Regions from separate parts of the Sus scrofa genome. Here all the other regions are linked to region 1. Evidence: chromatin contacts called from public HiChIP or PLAC-seq data. All regions are on one chromosome and are shown on one strand. Each heading gives the region's core, a stretch centred on a gene start, on an enhancer-like site or on the middle of the called end of the contact. The rest is flanking DNA. Distances are from core to core; before and after follow the strand shown. Region 1 has its middle 76 kb from the start of SNX19. Region 2 overlaps ADAMTS8 (A disintegrin and metalloproteinase with thrombospondin motifs 8). Region 3 holds the start of ADAMTS15 (A disintegrin and metalloproteinase with thrombospondin motifs 15).

What was found. HiChIP or PLAC-seq counts read pairs in DNA pulled down with a chosen protein or histone mark.
Region 2: a contact with region 1 is called in an H3K27ac HiChIP or PLAC-seq map of skeletal muscle. The contact joins two enhancer-like sites. A contact is called at or near these places in 2 of 5 promoter capture datasets (fetal skeletal muscle and skeletal muscle), 10 of 47 Hi-C or Micro-C datasets (alveolar macrophages, embryonic fibroblasts, heart right ventricle and 6 more) and 1 of 2 datasets of contacts at active chromatin or transcription factors (skeletal muscle).
Region 3: an H3K27ac HiChIP or PLAC-seq map of skeletal muscle shows a contact between it and region 1. The contact joins the promoter of ADAMTS15 here to the enhancer-like site in region 1. A contact is called at or near these places in 2 of 5 promoter capture datasets (fetal skeletal muscle and skeletal muscle), 13 of 47 Hi-C or Micro-C datasets (alveolar macrophages, embryonic fibroblasts, heart right ventricle and 7 more) and 1 of 2 datasets of contacts at active chromatin or transcription factors (skeletal muscle).

Annotation. Positions count from the first base shown.
Region 1 is chr9:57,479,919-57,484,073 of Sscrofa11.1, forward strand. No RefSeq gene overlaps it. Among named protein-coding and RNA genes, the nearest start is that of SNX19, 76 kb to the right of the region's middle. Within about 2 kb of position 1,988, at least 3 of the 83 cell types and tissues checked have an H3K27ac peak or open chromatin away from gene starts, as enhancers often do. A contact at or near this core is called in fetal skeletal muscle and skeletal muscle, where this site is marked.
Region 2 is chr9:57,100,056-57,104,210 of Sscrofa11.1, forward strand. It overlaps ADAMTS8 (A disintegrin and metalloproteinase with thrombospondin motifs 8), which reads right to left. Exons shown (of 9, transcript XM_003130083.4): 2 at 1,580-1,819; 3 at 631-766; 4 at 1-104. Among named protein-coding and RNA genes, the nearest start is that of ADAMTS8, 11 kb to the right of the region's middle. Within about 2 kb of position 1,841, at least 21 of the 83 cell types and tissues checked have an H3K27ac peak or open chromatin away from gene starts, as enhancers often do. A contact at or near this core is called in fetal skeletal muscle and skeletal muscle, where this site is marked.
Region 3 is chr9:57,125,421-57,129,575 of Sscrofa11.1, forward strand. It overlaps ADAMTS15 (A disintegrin and metalloproteinase with thrombospondin motifs 15), which reads left to right and starts at 2,107. Exons shown (of 8, transcript XM_003130081.4): 1 at 2,107-3,391. The coding sequence starts at 2,435.

The sequences.
Region 1 (4,155 bases), core at 738-3,237:
CTAACTGGCCATTTATTTCGCTGATCTTTCTCTCCATTGTCATCTGTATGACTCTTTTTCACCCCCTGGCTGATGGATATGCTTGACAGACCAAAAGGCAGACCACACGTGGGATAAGAGATGAGTTTCTCCCAAGGACAGTGCTTTGCTACTTGGGAGCAACAAACTACGAGAATGAGCCCAGCTCTTCCCATTCCAACCACGATTCCCAAACATCAAGCAGCTCCATCCTGGTGTAACTGGACCAGGCAGTGATTTTTCCATGGTTGGTCCAAAGTGTGTGTCGTTTTGTACAGGGAGCTCTGAAAAGATTCAGTTTCCCTATAAGCAAAGCTGGACATTTGTGTAGATGGTTTATTTGCCAGGTGATTCCCCGTTGCAGAAATGAGGATGGGAGAAAGTGATAAACATGAAGAAAAAGCCAATATGAGCAAGTTGGCATCAGTGCAAGTTCTGTGGCCATTGGAGGCTCCCTGCTATTGGACTTCCCTGGAAGCAGACAGAATTATCCATCCCAGGAATGGTCCACAGGAAGACTGAGGAGCCAAAGCATCTAGTAATTTTAAAGAAATGTCCTTGGAGGCACTAAATATTTCCTCCACCCCTTCTCTGAGCTGCATACCACGGATTTCCTGGGCTCCTGTCTTATCTCTGAGGTATTACCCAGCGGGTGAGCATCGGTGGACTCTGCCATTGGTCAAGGGCATATGTGAGCTGGCTAAAAGTAGTCCTCTGTGACGACTGGGGATACTGATGGGGGCGGGCGGGGTCGAAGGTATTTGCAGCATGGCAGTCATTCTACACCCTGATAAGTATGTATGTGTGTTGTTCTATCGAGCGAAACGTAACAGTGTAAATGTAGAATTTCACTTCTTCTCTTCCTCCTCTCTCTTTCCCTTCTCTCCCTTATCCCCGTCAAATTTCATCCATTAAAAAAAGTGTTGATGGGAGTTGCCATCATGGAGCAGCAGAAAACGAATCCGACTAGGAACCATGAGGTTCCAGGTTCGATCCCTGGCCTCGCTCAGTGGGTTAAGGATTTGGCGTTGCCCTGAGCTGTGGTGTAGGTCTCAGATGTGGCTCGGATCTGGCATTGCTGTGGCTGTGGTGTAGGCCGGCAGCTATAACTCCGATTAGACCCTTAGCCTGGGAACCTCCATATGCCTCGAATGCGGCCCTAGAAAGACCAAAAAAAAAAAAAAGTGTCAGTGCCATAATAATACAGAAGTGAATCCCACTTTTTCCCAAGCCACTACTGATATACAAGTTATCCCCTTGTTCTCCCAGTTTCCTAGTGGCTGGTAATCAAAGATATACATCTCAATCCCAGAGAAACGTCCTTAGCATATTCTTCAGCTTTTCAGGGTGACCTTCTGGGTGTTGAGAAAGCTGGGGATCAGGGGTTCCCCCATAGACATGGGTCTGACTGGTGAGTCTGCACTGGTCTGCACTGGCTTCTACATGGTAAATGCAGCACAAAGGAGATGCCCAGCATGTCATCTGCAGCCATTCATTCTCTTTTCCCTTAGGATTTCTTTTGGCTGAACAGCAAGCTCTCTGGCCTCCGCCACAAGAGAGCATCACTAACATAACATAAACGCTGGCAGCTGCTGGGAGCTGGAGATGGTTCATGATGAACAGCTGTGTGAGGTTTGACCTTTGGGGAGAAGCAACACCAAATCTCACTACCATGAGCTGCTTTCCATTTGGATTTAGTGCAAATGAGGCATAATAATTAAACAGATGGATCTGGAGGCAAAGGAAATGAAAAACGCATTTCACTGGGCATCAGGAGAGGGGGTGAAGAGAGAAGAAATTTTATGGATGAGAGTAGAGGGAACCTTTCCTAGAACTGAGAGGTATAAACTATTATAAGTCATTAGCTTTGTGAGAGTGGGACTTTTTTACTTATGTGATTCTGAACTAAGTAATCCACCCCTGGAACACAAAGGCCCTGTGGTTGCACAAGTGTGGCCATCTGAGAGGGGAGGCGGGTGGGTGGAGAAGCTCCGTGCTTGAGACAGCTAGGGACACGATGCTGGGTCAAAGAGTTTGGGATCTTGCTCTAGTGATGTTTAGTGGTAAACATCCAGGCTAAGATGTTCTGGGAAAGGTTGTCAGAACGTGGGGCTTTAAATCTTGGGAGAAGATAGTTTTTGCTAGGATTGCTTGAAATTCCCTAAAAACTGCTTGTATCACTCTGATAAAAGGAACAAAAATAATCCATGGGAGGTTGGAAAGGCAAACTCATTGTGGCTGGAGACAATTGCAAATAAATCTTGGTGGCCTTCCCTAAGCAATGCCAGCTGTGGGTCTGCTTTCTTAAACCAAGATGGACCCTAAGAGAAGAATGAGAAGGAAGGGTTTCCCACCCAAGACGCTACGTGCGTCTGGGGGAATATATATTCTCTTCTTTTCCTCCTTGAATCACTGTTGTGATTTGAGGCTTAATAGAAAAGAATATTCTCTTCTTTTCCTCCTTGAATCACTGTTGTGATTTGAGGCTTAATAGAAAAGAATATTCTATTATTTTCCTCCTTGAATCACTCTTGTGATTTGAGGCTTACAGTAGTGGCATAATAAATGTTTGTTCAACCAGATATCTCAATAGCCCAAAGTCTACTTGGATTGAGCAAATTAAAATTATGGTCAATCTTTTTACCGAAGCTGCATTCTGTGACTTTCCTAAGCTTTCCCACTCACTGCTTTCAGAAATAGTTTTTTAAGAGAAGTTGACCAAAAAGCTTCAAACAGTGAATATGTATGTTTTATGGCCTGGCTCAGTGATAGAAAGCCTGAGCTTTGGTATCAGATCTGAGTTTCTGGCTCCAGCATTTACCACTTGTTAGACTGGTAGGAAAACTGTTTAGACTCTTTTTTTTTATTACTCAAATGCATTTATCACATCTGTAGTTGTATAATGATCATAACAATCTGATTTCACAGGATTTCCATCCCACAGCCCAAGCACATCCCCCCACCCCCATGTTTATACTCTTTAAAGCTTAGTTTCTTCAATTATAAAATGGATACATAACTGTATGTGCCTTATAGAATTACAGAGATTAAGTGAGATCATATGTACAGAATACTTAAGAGTATTTTGCACAGAGGAAACAAGCAATGTTCGTTTTTGTTGGTCATCAATATTCTCCTCTTCCTTTTCTTCCTCCTCACCTAGAACAGGAGTGGGTAAACTATGGCCCACCACCAGATTTTGTAAATAAAGTTTTATTGGCCTACAGCCACATCTACTTGTTTACAGATTTCCTATGGTAGCTTTCACCCTCCAGGGCAAAAGTGAACAATTGTGACAGAGACTGTATGGCTGGCAAGTTGGAAATATTTACTATCTGACCCTTTAACAGAAAAAGTTTGTTGAACCCTGCTCTAGAAGAAGAAGATCTGGGGAAATGTTTTTGCTTTTCTTGATCTTAAATTACCAGGATAACTTGGATTGGCAGAAACAGGATGAATGAGCCCATAAAATAACAGTATATTATGTTTTCTTCAAAGATTTCCAAAATAAAGAGTAGAGATGAAGAAATGCTAAGAGAGAAAGGTAGAACCGTTTCACTTGAACATTTTAGCCAAAGAGGAAAAAACAGAGGTAGAATCTATCAGCTTAAAAGAAAAGCCATAGAAGCAAGCAGAGAAATCCTACTGAGTTAGAGGATAATTGTTTCCATGGGTATTGAGTGTGCCTCAAGTTATTTTATTAAGATAGAAATTCATGTTTCTGAATCCATAGATGCAATACAGAGAAAGTTACAGAACACATATCGCATGGAAGTGTTTGCACATAATAACAGATATGGTGTTTGTACCCAGCAATTTTTTTTTTCCTTTCAATTTGAAAGCCAAACACAGAGTACAGTGGAATTCCTGGCCCTCTAAAATTCTCTTTTCAGACTGGTAGTTAAGAAAATAACCTTAAAACTCACTTGGAAGAAAGGAATAAAGTTAGAAACTTAGCATCAGATTGGAAAGAGAATAGAAAAGCACCAAAGACAAACACCACCTGAAAGGTGAGATAAACGGTGCTCTAGGACCATCGGCAGAAAGAAGGGGAGAAACAGAAGGGATTTTCCCAGGCTCTAAAGAAGAGAGCGGGCCAGGAGGGTCCAAGGGCAAGGTTGAGGTTAACATCGAGAA
Region 2 (4,155 bases), core at 591-3,090, 380 kb before region 1:
GTTGAGGTGGATGAAGAGGGGCGCCATCATATGGTGCTTGCCCAAGGGCCCGAAGAGCCGAGCACAGGGCTTGGAGTCGTCATGGGGCATGCTGAGGACGTGCCCTGGGGAAGACGAGAGCCGGTCCACACACTGTCTTCACAGGACAGATGGTGTGTGTGTGAAGGCCCAGCTGGCTGCCAGGTCCTCATGGGGGCCCCACCCGCCTGTTCCTCAAAGAACCCGCTGGCTTCACTCTGCCCGCACTCTCCTCTCCCAGGAAGCTTTCCACAGAACCAGGAACACTGAAGTCCCTTCATGTCATGGCCCAGCCTGTCCCGATTCACCTCCCCCTCAGGCACACACTTGCTTCCATGGCACTGTCTTTGCAGCGACCTTCCAGAAGCCTCACTGCTCTACCCGAGCATGCCTTCTGTGTTCTGGCATTTCCCCGGGGATCTCTGATGACGACCCTTGATGTGTTGGTCCCGTGCTTGGCAGGGGAGGGGACTGGCCAGTGCAGGGCGCTCGGCACAGTCGCTCTGCCAGATGACGAGGGCCCGTGCCAGGACAGCACTCGCTTTGAAGCCCGGCTGGCAAGTGCTCCTGCCCCAGCCCAGCACGTGTGGCCCCCAGTGTGGCGAGCCTTACCGAGCTCATGGGCCAGAGTGTAGGCCGCCTGCAGGCCCTCATCCTCGATCACAGAGCAGCTCTTGCCGGGGTCACAGATGGTGCCGATGTCTGCCACGCCCAGAGTGTCACACATGCCCTCCTTTCCACAGAAGTTCTGCTCGAGGAGAGAGAGCGAGACATGAGCACAGACATAGGACAGAGACCCTGCCTATTCCTGCGCCTCCAGGGGTGAAAGAAATGTTTGAATCCAACTCCCTATTTCTTCACAGAGGTCCCTTCTCCTTCCGCATAGGCATGTCCTGGGGCTGCCCGTGGCTTGGAAAGTCTGTCCTGGGCGTGGTTAAGGGTGTAGACCCTGCCCAGGGCCTGACTTCGAGGTCACCACAGGAATGCTCACAGAGACTCTGGGAAGCAGGGATTGTCATCCCCATTTCACAGATGAGGGCGTGGAGGGTCACGCAAGTTAAATAGCTTGTCTAAGGGTGGCTGCTCTGTGCCTGGGTCTCCCCAGCTGAAAAGTGGGGCTAAAAACGCAGTGCTTGCCTCAGGGGTGAGCAGGGTCGGGCACATGGGATCACACTCGCTAGCCTTCAGGAAGTGATCTGTTTAAACCAGCCCCGGGGGGTGGGCAGCCTTCTGATTTGGAGAAGTCCTGAGGACACCCAGGCTCCCTGCCCCCCGGGTTTCACCCCCTCCGTAGATGGGCCTCTTCTTAGTTCCCACTGCACATCCCTCACTGGGCAGTTTGAGCCCGTTTCCTCTTGTTATGACCTCAGCAGACAGCTGGTCACAAACCTCTGGCAAAGAGCCCTTCCGAGATTCCTCTCCTTCCCTTGCAAATACCTCACACTTGTCCCCGTGACCTTCTCCTCGGCATCCACATGAGGCTGCTGGTGTCCAGCTGGGACTATGTTTGGGCAGCCTGGGCCTTCCCCCCCCCTCCCGCCCAGTTTCTGGGGGCCAGGACCTGTCTGGTGAGCAGGATGGCCGTGTCAAAGTGCTCAGGGTGCCGGTCACTGGGCTGGTTGAAGCGCCGCTGCCAGCTGCAGAAGTTGCGCAGCGTCAGCCCGCCGTTGTCGGACACCTCCGGGCCCCACTTCTCGTCCTCCACGATCAGCACTTTCACCACCATCAGGTTGATGGAGTTCCTGATGCTGGGGTGCTTGTAGATGCGGGCTGCCATGGACATCAGCGTCAGGATGTGGTTCTGGGGAAGGAGGAGTGGAGAGTGAGGAGTAAACCTTCCAGCCCTATCGTCACCCTGAGTCATGCACTCTGAGTGCTCGGCTCTGCACTTGACCTTGGTAAACGGCATCTTGGTGAAGACTCACAAAACCCCCAGGGCCCCAGCATTATTTCCCTTCACCGTGCAAGTAAGAGACTGGCCCACCATCCCAGAGCTAATGAATGTGCAGCTACGTGTGAACCCAGAACTCCTGATTCCAAAGCTTGTGCATTCAACATCCTGACCAGCCATGTGTGGCCATGGATAGCTAAATCCACTAAAATTCAATAAAATTAATATCATAATTTCCCTGCCACACTGGCCACATTTCAAGCGCATCATGAGCCACCTAGGGCTTGTGGCTACTGCGTTGGATGGAGCGGACAGAATGTTTCCATCACCACTGAAAGTTCTACTGGACTGCACTGGTTATTTCTAACCTTGACACCCACCCTCTCCCTGCCAGCCACCTGCCCTCTCTCTGCTCTTGGCCCAGCAGCAACTATCTGAGTGCTCAAGGTTGGTAGAATTTCCCTCTTAGAAATTTCCTGATGTCTGCTGGGGTGAGCCCTACTCTCCAGGATGGGAATGCTTCCTTAACAGTCACTTCTGACAACAGTTCCCTATTGAGGTGAGCACCTCATTGAGTGCTCACACAAACTCTGGGAAGTGGGATTGTCATCGCCACTTCACCAGGGAGGAAGCAGGGCTTCACGCAAGCTAAACAGCCTGTCTCAGGTGGCGCAGCTCCTAAAGCTGGGGTGCCAGCCCAGGCCTGCCTGTTTCCAAGTCTACGTTCTTCTCACTAGCTTTCCAGCGCTGGCCTCCTGGCTCCTGCCTGGATAGCCTTGAAGGGTGAACTCCTGTCTGGGGCATGAGAAAATATGGGCCACAGTGAAACCCAGGTTCCCAGGCCCCCACTGCTTCCATCCCACTGAGGCCAGCTGAAGGGGTTGACTTGGTGTTTGGCCTCTGCTCTGCCCCTGGGCTTCCAGCTGTTCCCCAGCTTGAGGGGAGGCTGGATTAGGGCTCACTCTGCTGCCTCGGGGACCTTGAGACGTCAGTCCTCTCTTGGATGACTTTGCAGAGCCAGAGACAAAGGGGGCAGGGGCCTGCAGGCCTTTGGCCAGCAGTGTGGGCAGCCCTGCTCCCTGTTCCCTAGGGCACCACCTCCTGGAGCCTCTCTTTCTTCCCTCCTGTGGTCTGGAAGGTGGGAGTAGAAGAAGGGAAGAGAAGGATGAAAGGCTAGAGAGGGACATTCCATGGGCTGAGGCCATGTGTGGGAGTTCCAGACAAATCCCAGTATTTGTGAATGGGATCTGTCTGTTCACCTCGCAGGCAACAAGCCAGATATTTTGTAAGCCCTACAAACAGGGGTTGGCAGGTTACTGAGCAAGTCAAGCACTCCAGCTATGTTTAGGCTGATGTAAACACCTTATCAGCAAAGCTGAAACTTGGCACTCGCTCCTGGAGCTGGATTCCTAAGGGAAACACAAGCAATCACATCATTATGCAATTGGGGGTGAGGGCTGAGGAGTGGCAGCTTGCTGGGGCTACTTCCTCCACTGCTTCTTGTGGGGCAGGAAGAGTCTCCCAGTCTCCTGCCCTAGGAAGGAGCAGGGCCAGCCCTTGGAACTTCTTCTGAGACAATCTGCATCTCTCCTCACCAGAGGGCTTCCTTTGAGTGCCAACTCCACCAGGAGAGATGATGGGGAGATGATGTCTTACACAGCAGGTGTGAAGAGAAGAGATGCCAGCTGCTCAGGGCTTGGACTGAAAGTAAGGAACCAAAGACCTAAGGTTTAAGATGGGCCCGGTTCCTAAGCTGCCCGATCGGTCAGACTGAGCAGAAACGGTGCAATGGGCATGTCCCCACTGGAAACCAAAGGCTCAGGGTGCACACTGCTGCACGGAGCGTCCCGTGGCGGGGTGCTCCTCAGCGCCGAGGTTCTCAGTCCCCTCCTTTGTGTTCAGGGAGCTCAAAGCATCTCCTTCAGACATGGAGTAAAGTTGGACTGAGCCAGCCTGAGAGTTGTTTTCTCTGAGGCAGTGGGTTAGATGTATGGATGTCTGAAGGTCCATCTGGCCTCTTTCTCAGAAGATAATTTCCATTGCAAGAGAGCTGCCAGGACTGTGTCTTCCAGAGTTTTCTGTTAAAGTCCCCAGTCCTGGTCTGACTCCCCTCTCCTCCTCTCTCGTCCCACTGAGCACTGGGGGATGGGAAGCCCTGCTCCTCAGCTCCTCTGAGGAACAGTGGCAGGAGTGCCCATGCATCTGAGTTTCCTGGAGGAAGGGCCACTGGGCCTGGGCAGGTGGGC
Region 3 (4,155 bases), core at 857-3,356, 350 kb before region 1:
ATGCCCTAAATAAGTGACTTATGATTGCCCTTGGTTGTCTGAGTTTCTCTTTAATTATAGGCCCTCTTTAAACACTCAAACACAGAAAGCCTTTGTAAACGTGAATGCTCTCTCTCACAGCCCTCCATATGCACACTTCCCCTTTCATTTAGAGCATAAACACCATTTCTTACTCATTCACATAATGAATTTCAGCCCCATGCCTCTCAGTTGAAGAGGGGCCCCAGGAGAGCCGCGGGCATCTGGGCACTCTTCCTGTTCCAAGGCCCCCGGGGGCTCTCCCAGATAGGATCCTTCATGGGGAGAGGATAATGGGCAGAATGTGCTCTCGAGATGAGATGGATCAGCCCCAGCTTTCTCTTCCCTTCAACAACAGCATTGTTGACTGGAGCAGCCACTTTCTTAAGCAAATTCCAAACTTCTTCCACTACCCCCTTCTTAGGCTTCAAATCATCCCATTCTCTCCCCTCCTGGCCCCTCCTCTTGCCAACTCAACCCAGAGCACTTTGGTTCTGCAAAGATTTTCCAGGTATCAGGAGAGACCAGGAATGCCTTTCTCCCTTTACTTGCCTTCTTCCTTGTCAGAAGAAAGAAGGTGATTTTTTTTGTCTTTTTGCCATTTCTTGGGCTGCTCCCATGGCACATGGAGATTCCCAGGCTAGAGGTCCAATCGGAGCTGTACCGCCAGCCTACGCCAGAACCATGGCAACGCGGGATCCGAGCCGCGTCTGCAGCCTACACCACAGCTCACTGCAATGCCGGATGCTTAACCCACTGAGCAAGGCCAGGGATCGAACCAGCAACCTCATGGTTCCTAGACAGATTCGCTAACCACTGAGCCACAACGGGAACTCCAAGAAGGTGATTTTTATGGAGAGCTAGGGAGGACCTCAAGGTCCAGAGCCTGGAACAGGGCTCTTCAGACCCCCTCAGATGAAATGGGAACCCTTGGCCTGATGGTCTCGTCCCACCTATGCACACCCAGCCTCCCACCCCAGTGTCCTCCATATACTTGGTCAAGGGTCAAATGAAAGAATGTCAGGGAGGAAGGATTTTTTCTGGATGATTACTTTTTTACTGTCCACAGTGCTTCGGCCCCTCCCTGGTGGGAAGACCATCTCTTTCCCCACAGCACCCCAGGCACTGATGGTCAGTGCTGGACACAGTCCCCCCCCCAAGCCCTGAGTGGCACTGTTTGCCCATGTCAGTGGTATAAACATTCCCACAGGACCTGTTCCAAGCTCCTGTCCTGCCGCCCCTGCCCTGGGAGATGGGGAAGGCCACACACTCAATCCTACCATCCACTCCCGCACCTCTGCTCTCCTTCCTGGTGCTGGCCGCTGTCCTGGAGGGCTAGTGGTTCCCAAGGTGTAAGAGCTCAGGTAATTATGCTCAAATAATTAGGAAGTGATGGAGTTTATTACTAAGCATAGGTTATAACTATACATCCATATAATTAAAAATTTTAATAATGACTGTGTTTAATAGCTGACAGGCAAAGTTCTTGAAAATTAACCATTTGCACCAGCCCATCCAGCACACCCTTGCCCCCAGGGCGGACTGTGGGTCTGGGCAGCCGTACCTTCCAGAAGGTCTCTCCATGTGCCCAGCAATGTGCCCTTCTGGCAGCAGGAGCACATTTACAGGGAGTCCTTGGTTCTGGGACTTTTAGGGGACACTGCGATGAGGAAAGAGCAGGGATATTGTAATAGAAGGGATAAGGGGGTTCAATGGCAGTCTTCATTTCCAACTTCTGAGCCCTACTGCCTTGAGCTAAAGGCTGAGGCCCAGGGAGCGGCCAGATGTGGGTCCCGGCTGATGTGTGGGGCATGGGGCGGAGGGGAGGTGCGGAGGAGGCATAGCTTGAAAGCACAACGTGAATCCAGACTCCAGAGCTAGTTTCTCCGGCCAGCCCACGCCTCCCGCCTCAGTTCAACGCCACTCCCTCCCCGCCAAGTGGCTCTCAGCTCTGGAGGCGGGACCGAGTTCTTCGGTGGCCCCAGGAGGCTGCAAGCTTTGGGAGGCTGGGAGGGGAGAGAGGGAGGGCGCTGACTGGGCAGTCCAAAGAGGAGGGGGCCTTTAATAGGCTCGCCGCGCCTGGTTTGCGGCGCTGCGAGTGGCTGCGGTTCGGAGAAGCGGCCCGGCACCTCCCTCTAGTTCTCGGCTGCAAATCTTCGTCTTTGCACTTGACAGCGATTGTACTTAAGCTCCCAGGGCGCGCTTTGCCTGGAAAGGCACAGGTAGGCGGCGCGGGCAGCCCGGTGCGCGCTCACTGCCCTGGGAGGATCCTCCCTCCCTGGGCTCTCCTTTCTGGGAGCTGCGGGCGGCCCCGGGAGTCGGTGGTTCTGGCGTGCGGGCTTCAGGAAGACGGTGCCGGCTGCCGGGGAGCCGAGTCGAGCCCTTCCGAGAGCGCGGCTCTGCGCTGCCCGGCGCCATGCTTCTGCTGGGCATCTTAACGCTGGCTCTCGCCGGGGCACCGGCTGGCGGCTCAGAGCCAGAGCGGGAGGTGGTGGTCCCCATCCGACTGGACCCGGATATCAACGGCCGCCGCTATTACCGGCGGGGTCCCGAGGACTCAGAGGATCAGGGACTCATTTTTCAGATCACAGCATTTCAGGAGGATTTCTACCTACACCTGACGCCAGATGCTCAGTTCCTGGCACCCGCTTTCGCCACAGAGCATCTGGGCGTCCCCCTCCAGGGACTCATCGAGAGCTCCCCGGACTTGCGACGTTGTTTCTACTCTGGAGACGTGAACGCGGAGCCAGACTCTTTTGCTGCTGTGAGCCTGTGCGGGGGGATACGCGGAGCCTTCGGATACCGAGGCGCTGAGTATGTCATTAGCCCGTTGCCCAATGCCAGCGCGCCGACGGCGCAGCGCAACAGTCAGGGCGCACACCTCCTCCAGCGCCGGGCCGCCCCCGGCGGGCCTCCTGGAGATCCTACCTCTCGCTGTGGGGTGGCCTCAGGCTGGAACCCCGCCATTCTGCGGGCCCTGGACGCTTACAAGCCTCCGCGGATAGGCTTAGGGGAAGATCGCAGCCGGCGCAGGTCCGGGCGCGCCAAGCGCTTCGTGTCTATCCCGCGATACGTGGAGACGCTGGTGGTGGCAGACGAGTCCATGGTCAAGTTCCACGGCGCGGACTTGGAGCATTATCTGCTGACGCTGTTGGCCACGGCGGCGCGACTCTACCGCCATCCCAGCATCCTCAACCCCATCAACATCGTCGTGGTCAAGGTGCTGCTTCTTGGAGACCGCGACACAGGGCCCAAGGTCACGGGCAACGCGGCCTTGACGCTGCGCAACTTCTGCGCGTGGCAGAAGAAGCTGAACAAAGTGAGTGACAAGCATCCTGAGTACTGGGACACCGCCATCCTCTTCACCAGGCAGGTGAGTTGATCTGTCACCTCTTTGGACCCAGATAGCCCCCATTCTATTGGGGTCACCGCCCTTAGCTCTCCAAATGCCCTTTGTGCCGCGCAATGTTTAAATTTCGTTGATCTCTTCCGACTGCCACTTTGGATCTTCCGGATGCACGTGGGCGGGCAGAGGAACGCCTGCTCCTTCGGAAGGTGTTGGCCCGGCCCGGCCAATGAACGCCTCCAGGATCAGGCGCGGAGGGGCAGGAACCCAGGAAGTTGCCGCCCCGGAGCCGCAGTTTGTCTCCAAGACAAATAGGAGGCGCTCTGAGGATGGTGTTGGAGAGGTCCGCCCCTACTGCGAGGGGCGTCTAAGTCTTTTCGGATACCTTCTTCGGAGGCTTCCTTTTTCTGCTTATGAAACTGGAAGTTCAGTGCCTGCTTCTTTTCTCATGAGTAACAGTTGTTATCCTGGCCCTGTCCTGTGCTGGGAAACCCGAATTGGGATAGTGGGACTCATCTGGGATTTTTCGTGGGTTGCAGTGAAAGGACACACTCAGTACAGGGAGCATCCCCTTCTTCCTTGACGCTTCTCCTACACCCCTCTGTGCTGGGCTTGTCTCCTCTTTGAGGGGCTTCTGGTCCATTCAGAGCAGGCACGCTATGTTAGTGTACCTGTTTGAAGCTTGGAGTTTCAAGTAGAGCTTCCCTTGGAGTTGAGTTGAAAACATCTCTTTCAATCTTCCCATATCCCTGTTGGCCGAGGGTGATGTATACTACCTGGTGGCAGAGCAG